2 separate regions of the Mus musculus genome follow, and region 1 is linked to region 2. Evidence: chromatin contacts called from public HiChIP or PLAC-seq data. All regions are on one chromosome and are shown on one strand. The core of a region is the stretch at or near the end of the contact, and the rest is flanking DNA. Distances in the headings are between cores, read along the strand shown.

Evidence for each region. HiChIP or PLAC-seq counts read pairs in DNA pulled down with a chosen protein or histone mark.
Region 1: a FOXA1 HiChIP or PLAC-seq map of pancreatic cancer cells shows a contact between it and region 2. The contact joins the enhancer-like site here to the promoter of Prr13 in region 2. A contact is called at or near these places in 2 of 39 promoter capture datasets (hippocampal neurons and pre-B cells), 1 of 484 Hi-C or Micro-C datasets (embryonic stem cells) and 3 of 115 datasets of contacts at active chromatin or transcription factors (bone marrow-derived macrophages, microglia and pancreatic cancer cells).

The regions. Positions count from the first base shown.
Region 1 is chr15:103,302,545-103,308,160 of GRCm38.p6, reverse strand. No RefSeq gene overlaps it. Among named protein-coding and RNA genes, the nearest start is that of Gpr84, 5.1 kb to the left of the region's middle. Within about 2 kb of position 2,775, at least 354 of the 459 cell types and tissues checked have an H3K27ac peak or open chromatin away from gene starts, as enhancers often do. A contact at or near this core is called in bone marrow-derived macrophages, hippocampal neurons, microglia and 1 more, where this site is marked.
Region 2 is chr15:102,455,220-102,460,420 of GRCm38.p6, reverse strand. Prr13 (proline rich 13) reads right to left here and starts at 1,251. Exons shown (of 4, transcript NM_001170911.1): 1 at 1,166-1,251; 2 at 275-313; 3 at 1-51. The coding sequence starts at 293. It also overlaps the pseudogene Gm24128.

The sequences.
Region 1 (5,616 bases), core at 1,526-4,025, 850 kb before region 2:
TTTCCATCTTAGTTTTTGCAACAGTATTTCTGGGGCTCCAAAATTTGACTAGATTGACTGGCCAGCAAGCTCCAGCGAGTGACCCTACTGACACGACCTCCCTAATGCTAGGATTACAGTCATGCACTGCCTTGACCAATTTTTACATAAATGTTGGAGATACAGACACAGATTCTATATTTGCATAATATGCACTTCGAAGCCTACTTCCCTAACTCCGCATTGAATGCTTTTAACGTCCAGGAGTGGTTACGTGAGAAAGGAGGATTTAGGCCAGAGTCAGAACTGGAATTTAGTAGTTGAGATTTGGGGTGACCTGTGTCAAAGCCATTTAGAGAGCAGCTATCCAGGGATAGATGTAGCCTGTGACTGACAGGGTTCCAGATAGAGAATTAGCTTTCTCTCTCCCTTTTATTTTTCCTTTGAGACATCATCATATGTAGCCCAATTTGCCCTCAAATTCAAGATCGTCCTGCAACGAGAGCCACAGAGTAATTACAGGTGTGTGCCTTTTTCCTTAATAAAACAGCCCTTAACTGCTCACCACTACTGCCAAAATCCTCCATCCAGGCCAGGAGGTTTATTCAACACTACAGGTTATACCCTTGCAGTGAATCCTGCCCACTGCACCCCATACAAGGGGATAGTCAAGGTGGAGCCTGTGCTCCGGGGAAATGGAACCAAGCTTAGCGGGTGGCCGCTGTACCTGGAGGCTCTCTTCCTCCATTTTTCCTCTACGGGCTGAAGAAAGCCCCACAGGGCACACCCCTGACTTCTCAAGCACCACCATTCTGTAAATACGGCCTGAAAGCACAAAGACCACCAGGTGGCGCTGTTTCCCTGTGCTTCCTTTTTTACTTCCGGTTGAGTATTGTAAGTGCCAGCAAGATCCCTGACCAGGGGTGGAGGCCCAGGATTTGAATCAGCATACTTGAATACTAGAAAATGAAGACTGAGGAAGGATGTTTTGTTTTTTGATAATTTTACCATGTGGAGCTCATGGCCCTACAGCCTCAGACCTCAGAGTGCAAATTTACAGGCATGTAATCCTTGCTGAAACCATTGGTTTTCTTTTAATTTCATTTGAAACAGGCTATCACTATGTAGCTGATGCTGGCCTTGAATACTTGGTCTTCCTTCTTCAGGATCCAGAAAAAAAAGGGAGGTGGGGGGACTGTGTATGAGTCATCATGCTGAAGTAGTAGAGCCTCTACCTTTATCTAAGGTGGGACAGGGTACTGGGTGAGCACCAAGAGACCACTGAGAATGGGATGTTTGAGCTGGGTTGGTTGACAAGATGCCCCGCTGCATACGGCCTCTTCCTATCCCCAAATGCCTGGTTTGAAACAACAAAATCTTGAAGAATTGAAATGAAAATAAAAAGACAAAATAAAAAGACACTCCGGCTGGGCAGTGGTGGCACATGCCTTTAATCCCAGCACTTGGGAGGCAGAGGCAGGTGGATTTCAGAGTTCGAGGCCAGCCTGGTCTACAGAGTGAGTTCCAGGACAGCCAGGGATACACAGAGAAACCCTGTCTCAAAAAAAAAAACAAACAAACAACAACACCAACAAAAAGACAGTTCAACTCCACCCCCTCCACCCCCAACCCCAATGAGGACCAGTAGTCTATCTTGCTAATCCAGAGCCCGTGTTTCTAGATGTTCTTCACGGCCCACAAACAAATAGCAAGCTGAGGCTACAGAGACGGGATTCAGACAGGCCAGGTGCAACCTGGGACTGTGCAGCTGAGGCTAGGCCAAAGACCCGAGTGACACTTCCATGAACTTGAGACCTCTGGACCACTCTAGGCTTCAAGTTTCATGATCTGTAGAAAGCTGAGAGTAGGGGACACTCTTTGTAGTGCTAAATTCTGCAAAGATGTTTCATGTAGGCATAAAATTCCCATGACAATCAATTATACTTTCTTACAAATGGGAAAACAAATACTAACAGGTTAATTTGTTCAAAGTCAAAGGGCTAGTAAGTGATAAACTGTGGTTTGAGGGCAAAGTCTAACCAGAGCTGTTACCAGCAATAAAGACTAACCACTACAAAACAGCTGCGTTGCTGAAGCTAGGTCATATGATCAGGCAAACCCTAAAAGTCCTTCCCATTCAGTCCTTCCAAGATCTTGAAGGTTGACAACTCTCTGAAGGCTTGTAAAAGGGTTCTTTTTTCACATTCCTTGAAGGCAATTCAAAATCTTCCTCAGAGTAGAGGGAACAGCGATAGGGATTGCAGTTAGACATCAGAGTGGCTTCCTAATCTTCAATTGCGGGAGGGTTGGGGGGCTGGGGAATGACTCAGAGGACACAAGAGTCCCAAAACCGAAGGACAGAAATTTAGCAAGCAAGCTGCTTTCTCACCCTTCACCCTCTGCACACATCTCCGTTCCTAATTTCAATAAAGGCTGAGCTGGAAGAAAGAAAACGGAAAGCGAGGCTTTCTGGGGTATTCTCTCTTGGGGCGTGAGTGTTAGGATGGGACCCAGTCAATGCCTGTACACCCACCACTATCTTTGTCAGTCACCCGCGGGAGCCCGCGCCCTGTCGAAGCCTGTCTTTGTCCCTCTCCATTTGGGCGTCTCTCGAGCAGACTGCAGTCTCTCGCCTGCCCGCGCCACCCGCCCGCGCCCGCGCCCGCGCCCGCCCGAGGGTCCCCGATTCGCGCCTCCCCCACGGCCCCGCCTGCCCGCTCGCAGCACACTCTCTCTCTTTCGCTGTCTCCTGCAGACAGATTTATGGTCAGCCCAGAGTCTCTCATTGGCCGAGCTCTGACAGGACTTGATTTAACGCCACGTTTCATTGGCTGATCTTGACAGGCCGATTTACGAGTCGCGATGCTATTGGTCCAGCGGCCTCGGCCCTGATTTACAGCCTGGTGGGCGCCGAGGGGGGTGGGGCGCGGCTGGGAACGAGGCCGCGCGCCCCTCCCCCGCATCCCTTGTACTCGCGTGCTCGCCGCGCGTGCCCGTCACGCCGCTTCCGGAGCGGCTCTGCGAGTGACCGGCCGAGACAGCGGGGAATTTGGCGGGCCGGAGGCCGGCGGCGCGCAGCCCGTGGGAGCTGTGTCGCGTTTGTTGCGCGGGACCCCTCCCAACCCCCCCTCCCACTCCCACCCCAGCTTAGATTTACGAGCTCAGGCTCGGCCTTCAGGAATTAGGAATATTTATGCTTCTTTGAGGTTTGGAGGGTGATAAATAAGGGGCCGCTGGGGTACAGTGAGAGCTCCTATTTCGGACGGGGCCACTTTCCCAAGGACCCTACCAGCGGCTCCCTCTCATCTTGAGCCAGAGGGAGCCCCAGGGCTGTGGGTGGTGGGCTTCAGAAACCAGTAAGAAAGTTAGAAAGGTACGGCCCTTGAGAACCCCCTCCGATGCCTGCAGTTTTGCAGCAGAAAGGATGGAAGGCAGGTCAGGGAAGAACTTTGTGAGCATCGTTCTTGGAGACCCTGGAGGGCGGTTACAGCCTTTCTGCAGAGGACCGAGAGAAGTGTGCTCTCTTCCTGTGCCTCTTAAGTTCAGTTGCTGAGGAATGAATTGGAGACAGCAAACACAAGCAGATTTCTAGGACTTGATGTCTCCCTCACAGAGAAGGGATTTGTCTGGATCCCTGGGAAAGGAGGCTAGGAATGTGGCGCCCAATGCATCTCCTAGGAGCCGCGGTTCCCAACCTGTCCACTCCCACTGCTGGCTGAAAATTAAAAACACTCCTTGCCCTGGGCCTCCGGGAAAAGAGGGAGGGAAGAAGGATCTGCCTAAGGATCCACATGCCTTCTCTAGTCCTCAACCACTGGCCAGCAACGTCTTTGCTCAAGGTTTGGAGAGTTAGCAGACAAAGATAGAGGCTGTGACATAAGGGAGGTCCACAGAGAACTGGGAAAGTCACCCTGCCTCCCCACTCCCCATGCCCTCGGTGACACTGGCCTCAGCAAGGATGGCCACAGTATACATATGCACAGGCTCCAGCTTGCTGTCCCCACCTCCTCCCACTGAGAGGAGGGAAAGAGAAGGGTCTAGACTGGCCCTTTAAGAGCCACTTAGGGTCAGAAAGCCTGGCCTACACAGAGAGGAAGGAGCTGATGTCAGAAGACGGATGGGCAGCAAGATGGGGATTGATGCTAATGGGGGAGTTAAAGCTAAGTACCCAGACACTCAGAGGGCAAAACTGCAGATCTGTCTTCCTTATGCTCACCTCCCCCCAACACCAAGGCTGTAAATCTGCCTCCTCAATCGGGGGATGAGAGAATAAGGAAAAAAGACAGGATCTCTTCTCCCTTTTCCTGCCCCCCCCCATTCTTTTGTTTTCTCCCAATCCATTACCCTTCGCAGTAAAATTTCCAACTTCTAGCATTTCATCAGAAATTGAGTCAATGATTGCTCCTCGTAGAGCAGTCTGAAAGCAAACCCCGTTTTCCCTCACCAGTCCTGGGTAGGAATGGATTGGGGTGACTGAGGTGAGGGCTCAGTAGCTCTCCCACCTAGCTCTTGCCTGGAGTTCACTCTAGTGTCTATCCTTGGAAACAGTAAGGTAAGGTGAGCTCTCACCAGGGCACTGGATGCCAGGAGCACCAAGGCTCTGGAGATGTCTCTAAGGGCAGCTGGAGGGGAACCTCAGGATTTATCCACAGAAGATATACAGTCTGGTTTCTCAGAACTTCCTTGGATCATACTGGCCTCTCTTCCAGCACATGTCCTGTCTGCTCAGTGGACAATTTTAGGTCAACTGTGTTTGCTTCAAAGGCAGATTTCTTTGTCCTTTGAGTACCACCTCAGGGGGGAAACTGACTCTCAGGAGTAGGAGCAGTCCTGCTGTTTTATCTTCAGATGGGACTTGCCTCCTGTCTTTCAAGACCCCTATTCCGCTGGTGACCTGACAGGTTTGCCCCGAGAACCCTCTCTATATTAGGAAGCAGCCCTCTGTACCACATCTTCCTAGCCTCAGAAACAGCTGAAGGCCTGGTTGCCTCTGGTTTCCAGTCATGAGAGAATGACCTTGTAACATGGATCTCATCTGTTCACCTCTCAAATTTTCTTTTAGAGGCCAAAAATTGCCTCAGGGGTGTCTTCTCTGTTTTCAGGGAAAAGGGGGAGCCAACTGAGTAAGAACACTGGAGGTTATGGGCAGGAACCAGGAGAGCCCAGCCTTCTAGACCCTTGCATCCGGACCAGTGTCTCCTCCCATCCCAGGGAGGTCAGCCCTTGCCCTCAGCCCTGGTCTCTAGCTGCTTCTCTACACTGGTGATAAATCCTGTCTTTGTCTCTCCTCTGACCCAGGCCCCAGGCAAGTTGGGGGTCAGAGTCTTGGGGGGGGGACACAAGAAGAGTGGGAGGAGAAGAAGGACAGGAGCAGCTGGTGGGCAGCCATGGGGATGTACACTGAGGGGATAGGACCTTTGGATTATTCTGTGGGTCCTGAACATTCCAGCGGGCTTATGTTTCAAGTGAAAAAGCCAGGGCTCCTGAAATGTGGAAGTATCTTCCAAATAGTCCCTGAAGCAGCAAGAATACTGGGACATGGTGTAAGGTACCTCAAAGGAGGCTGCTAAAGGGATAATATTGTGAACACCGTCCTTTTCAGCACCTCGGATTCCTACATGCATGTGTCATGTGCAC
Region 2 (5,201 bases), core at 2-2,501:
CAGGATTGGAACCTCCTGGGCACACAACTTGGGGTGGATATGGATTCGGTCCTGGAAGAAGAATCCGAGAATAAAGATTAGAACTGTCCGGAACCTCTATCAACACATAATACAAATCACTACCGTTCTTAAGCCTTATGGAAAGGCAGAACTTGGTAACTAGCAGTGGTCCGGTGGCTTTGCTTTTGCTTGGGGCTGCGGGGATAGATAGAAACTTCCTGTTTCATTGCAAAATGGGCTGGGGCAGGTCAGAGGAGAGCCCCCAGGAACTTACCAGCATTAGGATTCCACATGTCGAGATGTTAGCTCAAGCCTAGGAAGTAAACCAGGCAAAGTCTGAAGGTTCCAGGAAGGGAGGAGGATTTTCGAGAACCCGAGCCCCACCCTACAGCCTCCACCCTACCAAGACTCTCACAGATAAACCTCCACTTAAAAATGGGCTGCACTCTGGAAACAGAGGCAGGTGGATCTCTGAGTTCCAGACCAGCCTGGTCGAAAAAGAGTTACAGGACAGCTAGAGCTACCCTGTGTCAAACCCAAAACAAAAGGAAATGAAAAAAAGTTCCCTGCTGGGCGTGGGGGTGCACACCTTTAATACCAGCACTTGGGAGGCAGAGGCAGGCGAATGAGGCCAGCCTGGTCTACAAAGTAAGTTCCAGGACAGCTGGAGCTATACAGAGAAACCCTGTCTCGAAATAACAAAAACAAACAAACAAACAAAAACAAAACAAAAAAAAAAGTTCCCTTTTTCTTTCCCGCATCCTCATAGCCTACTCTAGCCCAGGATTTAAATCACAGGAACTCTCTTCCCAGGGCCCCTCCCACTTTCACTATCTCACCTGGATGGAGAAGTCTCATTTCCCTCTCCCTGGAAAGGGACCGGAGGCCTTTAAGCATCCGTAGTGTGAGATGGGACCTAAACTCCCTGCTCGCCCCGGGGGCACCCCTGAAGTGAAGCTAAAATAAACAAATAAATAAAAATAAATAAATAAACAAACAAATAATCCCATCCTGAATATCAAGAAAGACACTCCAGGTCCCAAAACTCTTAGAACACACACACAACCCCCAAAGAGCAAATGGAGTTCTTAGTTCTCAGGAATAAATGGATCCCTGGCCCAGCTAAGAGGAGAGATGGAATTTGGGAGGCCAGATGCCCTGTCACCTTCCCAGATCGCCAGCCCGCTCCTGTCCTCCTTCTCAGTCTGGGTTCGCACTTCCTGGTCACTCCTATTCATTCTATACTTCCGCACCGCCCCTGTGACCTAGTTAATAATTATGTGATCACTTTGACACGATGATTGGAGAACTGACTTGTCAATCGCTGTGGTCCAACTAAACAAGGAGGAAACCGTTGCGCTGGCCGCCAGGCGGAGCCTTAGGGAGAAAACATTGCGTTGTGAAATACATACAGGTGAAATACGGAGACGCAGCGGAAATGCTCCTTAGGGCGGGACCGAGGCGGGGTCAGCTCCAAGCAAGGACCTGAGCCAACGAGATAAACTCTCACTGTTTTTTTTTGTTGTTGTTTTGCTTAAATTTTAAGATTTTTTTTTTTAATGTGTATGAGTGTTTTGCCTCAGTGTATGTGCACCAAGTGCCTGCTTGATGGGTAGACTTGTCTGTAACCTAGCATTTTGGAAATGGAGGAAGAGAATCAGAATTTAAAGACAATATTAGCTTCTTAGGGAACCCTACATAAAACCTCAGAGAGAGCTCTGTCATGATGGCACAACACCTTTAGTCCCTGAACTCAGGAGGCAGAGGCAGGTGAATCTCTGAGTTTGAAACCAGCATGGTCTGCATAGTGAGTTCCAAGACAGCCAGAGCCACACAGACCAGCCCTGTCTCTGACTCGGAAAATAACAACAAAAACAAACAAACAAAAAAAGGCCTCAGAGAACAAAAGGAGGAAGTTCTGCTGAGTCCCAGCCCTGGGCTTCAATGTTGCCAGCTGCTAGAACCACAGCCTGTGGTTCTTTTTTTGTAGAAAGATAAGAGACAGGGTTTCAATGTGTTCAGCAGATGGTGCAGTTATAGTTTCATGTCATTGTTCTGGGTAACTAAGTGAATTCATTTTTGGTTTTGATGTTTTTGAGACAATCTACCAGTATGACTTGGGTTGACTTTGGATGAAAAGCAGTCATCCCATATCTCTCTCTCTCTCTCTCTCTCTCTCTCTCTCTCTCTCTCTCGGGTGCTAGAAAAACAAAAGCAAGCCACAACTCTCAGAATTTTTTTTTTTTGGTTTTTCGAGACAGAGTTTCTCTGTATAGCCCTGGCTGTCCTGGAACTCACTTTGTAGACCAGGCTGGCCTCGAACTCAGAAATCCACCTGCCTCTGCCTCCCGAGTGCTAGGGTTAAAGGTGTGGGCCACCAAGCCCAGCTAACCCCAGCACTTTGCAGATAGGGCTTACAGGATCCTGAGTTCAAGGTCACCCTTGGCAACACAGAGAGTTTTAGGTCATCCTGCGCTACATGAGACCCTGTTCATAGATAAAATGATGAATAAATCAAGGACTTTCCCACAAGCCACACAAGGCCTGGACCTTAGCTGTCTACATTCCTCTCCCCACCCTCTACACTTTTATTTTATTTTATTTTATTTTATTTTATTTTATTTTTTTTTATTTTTTTTCCAAGACAGGGTATTCTCTGTATAGCCCTGGCTGTCCTGGAACTCACTCTGTAGACCAGGCTGGCCTCGAACTCAGAAATCCTCCTGCCTCTCCCTCCCGAGGGCTGGGATTAAAGGCATGCGCCACCATGCCCGGCACTTTTATTTATTTTTGAGACAGGATCTCACACTCAGTTTAGGATGGCCTCAGCCTGCTATGTTGCCAAGATGATCTCAAACTTTTACAAATATTTACAACAATTTTTATTAGGTGTGATAACTATTCTTGGTTGTCGGGACACACCTTTTTTTTTTTCTTCTTAACCTGAAGTAGGTGAATAGATTACTTAATCTAGATTTTGAAGTGGGAAGACACACCTCTAACCTGGGCCATACCATCTGCTGGAAACCTAGATAAGGACACTGAAGAAGGACACTTTGCTCTTGGCCAGTTTGTTCTCTCCTGGAAAGGAAAGTCCATTTCTTTACCGGCATTAAAGCCTAGTTCTTTGGGAGTCCACCATGTACTGAAGACATCCAAGCACGTGGACTGTACTGGACTGTTGGACTTCCTGCTTACAGCCAGTCATTGTTGGATTTGCTGGGTTGCAGCCTGTAAATCATTCTAATAAATCCTGCTTACCTGCATCTATATCTCTGCCTATATATTTATAGATAGAAATTAATACATTAGGGTAAGATGAAAATTTATTCTTTTTTTTTTTTTTTTTTTGCTTTTTCCGAGACAGGGTTTCTCTGCGTAGCCCTGGCTGTCCTGGAACTCACTTTGTAGACCAGGCTGGCCTCGAACTCAGAAATCTGCCTGCCTCTGCCTCCAAAGTGCTGGGATTAAAGGCGTGTGCCACCACGCCTGGCTTGAAAATTTATTCTTAATGTATACATTCGGGGATGTATAAGAGTACACTGAAGCCATTTTCAGAAACACCAGGAGAGGGTAATCAGATCCCATTACAGATGGTTGTGAGCCACCGTGTGGTTGTTGGGGGTTGAACTCAGGACCTCTGGAAGAGTGGTCATTGCTCTTAACTGTTGAGCCATCTCTCCATCCCAAAATTGTATTCTTAATGTATAGAATATGAAGGAAAACATATATATTTATTTTTTTAAAGAAAGCTTTTTAAAATATATGAAATGCTTCCCAACTTTGTGGGTTACCCTTGTACAGGGACAACAATAATCTCTGTATTGTTTTAATTTAGTGTTTGTGCTGTAGAAGCAATGTAGTATATGTGCTGTTTGTCTGTCTGTTCGTCTGTATGTGCACCTGTGCATGGAGGTGCCCACAGAGGCCCGAAGAGGGCCTCGGGTACCCTAGAGCGAGAATTATGGGCATCTGTGAACTTGCTAATAGGAGCACTGGAAACTAAACCCTGGTTCCCTGAAAGAGCAGCAAGTGCTCCTAACTTAGCCCTCTCTCTCCAGCCTCTGACTTTGAAATGTTGATCCTCCCTGCCTGCCTACAGCTCCAGATCAGCTCCGGCCTCCACCTTCCCTGTGCTAGGATTACAAGGACCTGCCACACTGCTTATGCAGTGCTAGGGATGGAACCCAGGGCTTCCCGAATGTTCTGTAAGTACTATGCCAAGCGAGGTATAGCGCCACCCCCTGGTGCTCCTGGGCAACTGCTGCCTAGGTAACCTCGCTCACCTCCCTGAGTCTGGACAGATCCCCACAGTGTGAGCTTCAGCGATCTGAGTGCACTCAGGCCAATGGCTTCACTGTGGCCACTCCTCCAATGCCCAACAGGTGGTGCCACCATGTGAAAATTAGTCCTGGTGGTCCTAGAGAGATGACTTAGAGATTAAAAAGCATACACAGCTGTTCCAGAGCACTGGAGTTCAGTACTCAGCATTCATATTGAGTGGCTCCTAACTCCCCCGACTCCAGGGGTATCCAGTACCTTACCAGTGCCCCTCTGTACACCACACACACACACACACACACACACACACACACACAGACAGACAGACAGACAGACACAGAGAGAGACAGAGACAGAGAGTTTTAAAATGATATAAATAAAGTCTTCAAAAATAAATGTTGGAGCCGGGCGTGGTGGCGCACGCCTTTAATCCCAGCATTTGGGAGGCAAAGGCAGGCGGATTTCTGAGTTCGAGGCTAGCCTGGTCTACAAAGTGAGTTCCAGAACAGCCAGGGCTATACAGAGAAACCATGTCTCAAAAAAAAAAAAAAAAATGTTGATACCTGCCACAGGGGCACACACCTTTAATTCTATCACTTGAAAGAGAGAGAGAGAGCCAGGCGTGGTGGCTCACGCCTTTAATCCCAGCACTTGGGAGGCAGAGGCAGGTGGATTTTTGAGTTCGAGGCCACCCTGGTCTACAAAGTGAGTTCCAGGACAGCGAGGGCTATACAGAGAAACCCTGTCTCGAAAAACCAAAAAGAAACCCCCCCCCAAAAAAAAAAAAAAAAAAAAAAAGAAAGAGAGAGGCAGGTAGATTTCTGTGAGTTCAAGGCCAACCTGGTCTACATAGTGAGTTCCTGGCCAGCCAGAGCTACATAGTGAGACCTTGTCTAATAAGTAAGTAAATGCTAGTGTCT